Linked DNA regions of Mus musculus: region 2 is linked to region 1. A link is a contact called in public promoter capture Hi-C data. All regions are on one chromosome and are shown on one strand. The core of a region is the stretch at or near the end of the contact, and the rest is flanking DNA. Distances in the headings are between cores, read along the strand shown. Region 1 has its middle 18 kb from the start of Gm23040. Region 2 holds the start of Uvrag (UV radiation resistance associated gene).

Evidence for each region. Promoter capture Hi-C pulls out the DNA fragments that hold promoters and counts their contacts.
Region 2: a promoter capture Hi-C map of the 3T3-L1 cell line shows a contact between it and region 1, with 3 times the contacts expected there. The contact joins the promoter of Uvrag here to the enhancer-like site in region 1. A contact is called at or near these places in 4 of 39 promoter capture datasets (the 3T3-L1 cell line, 3T3-L1-derived adipocytes, pre-B cells and 1 more), 2 of 115 datasets of contacts at active chromatin or transcription factors (forebrain and memory CD8 T cells) and 1 of 9 other capture datasets (embryonic stem cells).

What each region holds. Positions count from the first base shown.
Region 1 is chr7:98,522,992-98,526,032 of GRCm38.p6, forward strand. No RefSeq gene overlaps it. Among named protein-coding and RNA genes, the nearest start is that of Gm23040, 18 kb to the left of the region's middle. Within about 2 kb of position 1,675, at least 115 of the 459 cell types and tissues checked have an H3K27ac peak or open chromatin away from gene starts, as enhancers often do. A contact at or near this core is called in forebrain, where this site is marked.
Region 2 is chr7:99,139,806-99,142,895 of GRCm38.p6, forward strand. It overlaps Uvrag (UV radiation resistance associated gene), which reads right to left and starts at 1,339. Exons shown (of 15, transcript NM_178635.3): 1 at 1,029-1,339. The coding sequence starts at 1,145.

The DNA of each region.
Region 1 (3,041 bases), core at 425-2,924:
GGGCCTAGGACAAGAGACAGGACTGGAACCCTAGGGCTACATTCTAGTCCTGTATGACCTTGAGCAGGTCACCAACGCTCTTGGGACACATCTCTTCCATTGCCAAGTAGATTCAAAGCCTGTCTGCTCCTTCCACAGCTTTCCAGGGCTTAATGTATTCAGCAGAAGGGAAGCCCAGTGGTAACACAGCACTTCACAGTTAGCAGAGCTCTATTTCACTTCGCCCAGCCCTCCAGGAATGAAGCCAAGCGGCACTGAAAGGTGGGGCCCCTAACCCCATCTGCCAGAGAACACAGAAGCTCAGAGCCAGAGTTCAAACCCACATCCCCAGCTGTGGATCTAGTCCAAAGTCAGCTCTGAGGCAGCTTTAGTGATGGGTGTGCACCCTCAGGCTGGAGCAGAGCCAGCCCTAGGGGACAGACTGGCTGAGCCCGGAGGAATCACTCTCGGGCTTTAGGTGCAGCTTGAAGCCCTTTGGATTTCTGTGTCTTCTCAGGTCAGTCCCTGCCACCTACCCTTTGGGTGGCCCTAGTTCCTCACACTCCTTCCCTCAGTGCCCTGGTGGCCTGGTGCCTGCCCTATCTAGTTTGGTCAGTGCTGAGACTGAGGGGCCCATAAGCACACTGTCACCACCTCGGAGAACCCCAATTCTGTTTGGCCGTACTCCCCACTCCCAGCGTTCACTCTAGATCCCAACTGCTCCAAGCCAGTCAGTATAGGGCATTCCCAGAGATGCTGTAATGAGATGGAAACCGAACCCAATTTGTCCCATTCAGAGTAAAGAAAAGGAATTCCAACCCCAGCCAGGAGAACCATCTCCACTGCCTCTCTTTAGCCAGATAGCTACAGGCAAGCATGGGGCCTCCACTGCCAGTGGCAGCCATCTTGCATTAAGGCCAAGGGAGCAACAACCATCCTGGAAACTAGCTAAGGCCAGGAGAGACAGAGCAGCCTGCTGACTGCAGCTGTGCATTTTGGGGTGGGGTGGGAGGATGCAGCCTTAGACTGCAGCCAGGTGACACGTGACATCTATTTAGCTCCGGAGGGCAGGGGGGGGGAGTGGGGGGCAAGGTTTGCTTTCAAATGTTGTCAGCTCCCCAGGGCTCTTCATCACCTTGCTGGTGTGATGCAGGAGGGGAAATGGGCCTGCCTCCCCGAATCTGGCTCACTAAAGACTGATGGCACCCAGCCAGAGCCCACAACTCGTTCACAGCATTTTGGAAGCTCTCCATACTTCCTCTCTGATCTACCGGCTGAAACAGTTCCTCTCTTCTGCATCTGGTCTCTGGCCTCAGCCGGGCCACCCTGCTGTGATTAACAAGATGGATGAGGTGGAGAGACCGAGCTGGAACCCTGACCCATCCTGCTCCCTGCTCCCTGCTCCCTGCTCCCTGCTCCCTGCTCCCTGCTCCCTGCTCCCTGCTCCCTGCTCCCTGCTCCCTGCTCCCTGCTCCCTGCTCCCTGCTCCCTGCTCCCTGCTCCCTGCTCCCTGCTCCCTGTTTCCTGAGCGTTTCTTTGCTCAGAATCAGGCTCCGCTTTTCTCTTCCCTGCAGGAACCCTGGCTGCCTGGCTGCCTGCGGAGCACAGAATTTCAAAGGCATAAAGGTCTTCAGAGATGAGCCGGTGCGACCTTCTAGAGGTAGAATAGTGGGAACAGAGGCCTGGATGTAAGCCAGAGATCTGTTCCAGGTCATACTTAGGCAATACTGGAATCCAGATGCCCTGGTTCTGTTGTCTGTAAACTGTTGTCCCTAACAGTCATTGTAACTTTTTCCATCTTGTGTCCCCAGTGTCGCTCATCTCCTTGATCAGGTTCTTTTGCCACAGTGTTGACACCGTCTTCAAGCTGGGTGGTGTCTCCCTACATTCACTCAGTTTCCACTCTCTATCTTGCCCCCCATCCCCAACAGCCTAAAGATTATTCTCAGTTTAGACATTACTGCCAATTTCTGCCTGTGGGATAAGATTCAGTGTCTCTGGACTTGGTTTGGAGAGGCCCGCTGCCCCACCTCATCTGTCAAGGAAGGTGTTTCTATTGCTACATGCTCTTTCTGGTAGTCTCCCAAGTCCCAGCATCTTTGACTTGTGCAATCCTTCCCAGAATGGGAGGACCTGACCCCAGCATTTGCTCCTCTGCCCTGTGAGTGCTTACAAACACAGATCTGCTCAGCATCCATACTGCCCCTCGCCTCTCTCAGCTTTCCCCATGCCTGTGTGTGGCTTCCTTCTGTTGGCTCCAGGTCATCTGTTTATAGCCCTGGAAAGGCAGAGAATCTGAATAGAGGCTAGAAGAGGCCCATTTCTTGTCCCAGGTGGGCCACAGCCCATCCATCTTCTTAGCAGCCTTAGGTGTGAGTGTGTCTGGACTAGAGATCTCAGGCTCCGAGAAGCAGGCCAAGGCAGGGACTCTACAGAGTCACGGGGCAAAGCTTAACAGACTCACCCCTCTGAGTGTGGCCAAGAAAAACCATGAACTCAGATCACAGTGCTGGGATTCCAGGAATCAGCTCTAAGGGGTGAAAGTCCAGAATGGGAACAAAGATCAAGAATATTTTCATAACGGCAAAAATCTGGAAATGATCTGGAATTCTGGCAGTAACAGAAAAGAAATACATGAATGTATATTGGAAGAGAGAAGCAACATATGACCTTTCAAATGACATTTGCAGAATTGTGAATGGGGTCCGTGGTTTGGATGTTGAATGTCCCTCCCAGTGATTCATGTTTTGGAAGCTTGGTCTTTAGGTGGTGACATGAGAGCTGATGGAATGTTTAAGAGGTGGAAGTTAGTATCTTAGGTTGTTGGGACTCTGTCCTCAAAAGGAATTCATGTAGCACTTTTGAGAGGTTATGATGTAGTCTTTCTGGGAGATTATGATGTAGCCCTTCTGAGCCTGGCATAGCCCTCTGTGCTAGTTAGGTTTCTATTGCTATGATAAAGACCACAACCTAAGCAACTTAGGGAGGAGAGGGTTCCTTTCCCCTCCCATGTCATAGTACATCATCATATCAGGCCAGGCACTCAAGGTGGGAACCTGGAG
Region 2 (3,090 bases), core at 89-2,588, 620 kb after region 1:
TCTCCTACTACAGAGCCTTGCTTCTGCAGTTAACGTTGCTTCCCTACTCATCCGGCACCTCATCCGGCACCGGGTTGGGGGGGTGGGGTGCAACATTGCTCTTTCCTTTACATTCCGATGCACTCTATGCCTGGCCCTCTCTCCCATAGCCTCTGCGCTCCTAAGTGGCTCCTTCCTGTCTCTTGCAAGGATGGAAAGTTACAGAAAGGGTCTGAGGGAGCTCGTCCTGTGGACCGTGGTGGAGCAGCTGCTCTCAAGTCTAAAGCAAACTATTGCTGCTGAGCACAAGCTGGAGTCAGACTCTGTATTTGGAAATCCATCCCCACCAGAAACACTAACAGAGAGGCAGTGAGCAAGCTTGTTCCTAGAACTGAGAAACCGGGACAATAAAACCAGCTATCTCATGGAGTTGTGACGATTCAATGCTCACTTTGCACAGACCCAGCTCGGTAACCTCTCCATGACTGACAGTTTCTCCAGGTCCTCTTCAATGCTAAGGTTCCTGCAGAGTCTCCCCGAGGGACTGAGGGAGGCCAGTGGAAGATGTACTGATAGGCGGGTGTTGCCAAGAATTTTGTCAGATTCCCAAAGTCAGTGTTCTCTTGTCCTTATTACACACACACACACACACACACACACACACACACACACACACACACACGTGAGATACAAGCTATGAATATTTACTTCAAATCCTCCTTCCAGACACTCACCCGAGGGAGTGGAGTGTGCCATGAGGATCTGAGATTGGAAAGGAAACCCCAACGTCCCAAATACCTTCCTCAGGAGGAGCGGAAGGAAGCACCCGAAACGCTAAGAATAAGTGCAGAAAACCGACTCCTCGATCGGGGAGCGAAAGGGAAAGCGCGGCGGCGGCCAGCGGGGCAGGGCTCCCCGGCGCCTTCTTGGAGGGATGCGGGGGTCTGAGCGCGGGAACGGCCGGGGAGGGGGCTCCTCCTCCTGTCAGCCCTCCTCAGCCCTGCGAGCCCCGCCAACCTTCTCCGCCCCCCGGCTCGCGGCCGGCTCACCTGCTGAGACGGCAGCTCCACATGCAGGGCCCGCGCGGGGGCACCGGACGTCAGCGCGGCGGACGGGCCCGGGGGTGGCAGGGGCACCGGGCCCCCGAGCGAGGCGCAGGAGCTCATCTGGACCCCTGAGCCGCCGAGCGGCCAGGTGGGCAGTCCTCCCGCATCGGCCGCTGCCTCCCGAGCTGTGATTCGCAGAGCCCCTACAGCCTAGAAACCGGGCACCGAGAGCCCCAGCAGCTCTGCGCCCGCGCTGGCCACCGCCGCTGGCTAAGGAAGAGCCATATTACCGCAGTGCAACCCCTCCACCCGGCCCAGAGCTGGCGTGCTCATTGGTTCCGTTTCTGAGAGGGCGGGACCCGGTGGCGGCCAAGGGACGTGCTATTGGCCAGTGGGCCCGTCCGTCGTCGGCCGCAATGGCTAGGGGCGGAGGGACTCTAGGATGGCCTCAATTGCGTCTGTCAAACCCGGGCTAAACCTGGGGCGTAACTTCTCTTTGCCTCAGCCTAATTGGCCCTTTCCCTATTGAGGGGTGTGGTCTCCTAGGGAAGCCTCGTGGGCTATTGCTCTAGAGCGCTGTCAGTTGTCAGTGAAACAGGGACGGCTTCTTGATTAGGTAGAGCGCGCGCCTGGTATGTCGTGTCACGTGCAGAAGTCTGGAGAGTCACCTGATTAGTGAGAGTCAGTCCTCTAAGCCACTTCCGCCCTAACCTAGTTGCTATGGTAACAGAGCCTCCAGTGGAGGGCGGGGACCCGCTTGGCACCAGCTGAGTCGGGATGGATGGATGGTCTGACTTCCCGAAGTGTTCTCATCCACGTACAAAAAAAAAAAAAAAAAGCCACGCTTTATGACTGAGAGGGGGAGCCGCCACCGAGCCGCGATCACTGAGACCAAAGATCCATCGGGCAGTCCACCAGCTCTTCAGTGATCCACTCAGACCTGCAAGTCCACGCCCCTTCTAGCTTCTATAACTAGTAAGCTTAGCCACAAAGTGTGCCAGCCAGCCAAGAGACTGTCTCACCTCTGCTGGTGGGATGCTTATGCTCTGCCTAGAAAGCCTTTACTGCTTGTGACTAACGCTTGCTTAGCCATCGTATTTCAGCTGGGGCAGGAGTCCTTCCAAAAGACTTCTCTGAAACTCCGAATTAGGAAACTTGCCTTTACCACAGACCTGCTTATTCTATTGTGTTGTCTTTGTTTGTTTACTTGCTTTGCGCGGGGGCGGGGCGGGGGGAGGGGCGAGATTTGGCTGACCTGCCACTCACCATGTAGCTCAATCTACCTCAGCTCCCCAGGTGCTGGGACTACAGGAGTGTGCCACCACAGCAGCCTCCACTTTGTCTTTTAATAGTCATTTAACACACACAGCCTCCCCGAATTCAAACACTCATATGTGAATTCCTCAACCAAAAGACCTTGTCTGATTCGTCCCTGGATCCGCATTGCTTGCAGATAATAGAGAAATGAATATGAAGGTACAGCTCAAATGCCCTCCCTTCCCTGAAGACTTCTTTGACCATAATAGCAGCTACAGCCATTGCTTCTATAAGTAGCACTGAGTCATTTTGCAGAATATTGATTCCCCCGTCCCCATAGAGTGTGAATTTCTCCACCACCTGGACTGTTATAGCTGAAAGAACACAGTGTTCAGAGAGGCAGACACAACAGGAAGCAGGCAGTTTGGGATTCTGACTGCCACCTTCTAGCTTTGTCACTGAGCAGGTCAGCTCCCCACTGTCTGTCCATGCGCTGAATAGTACTGGTGTCACTGAGGGGGGTGGTAGGTGGGCCAGTATCTGTGCCCATGAAGACTCCAACATATAATAGATGGATTTAAAATCTTTTACTGAGTGGGAAGATGTATATATAGCTCAATGGTTGAGTAGATGCCGAATATTCACAAGGCCTTGGGTTCAATCCCTAGCACTATTTAAGAATTATGTGTATCTGGGCATGATGGCACATGCCTTTAATCCCAGCACTTGGAGGCAGAGGCAGGTAGATCTCTGTGTTCAACGCCAGACTGGTCTGCAGAGTGAATTCCAGGACAGCCAGGATTACAAA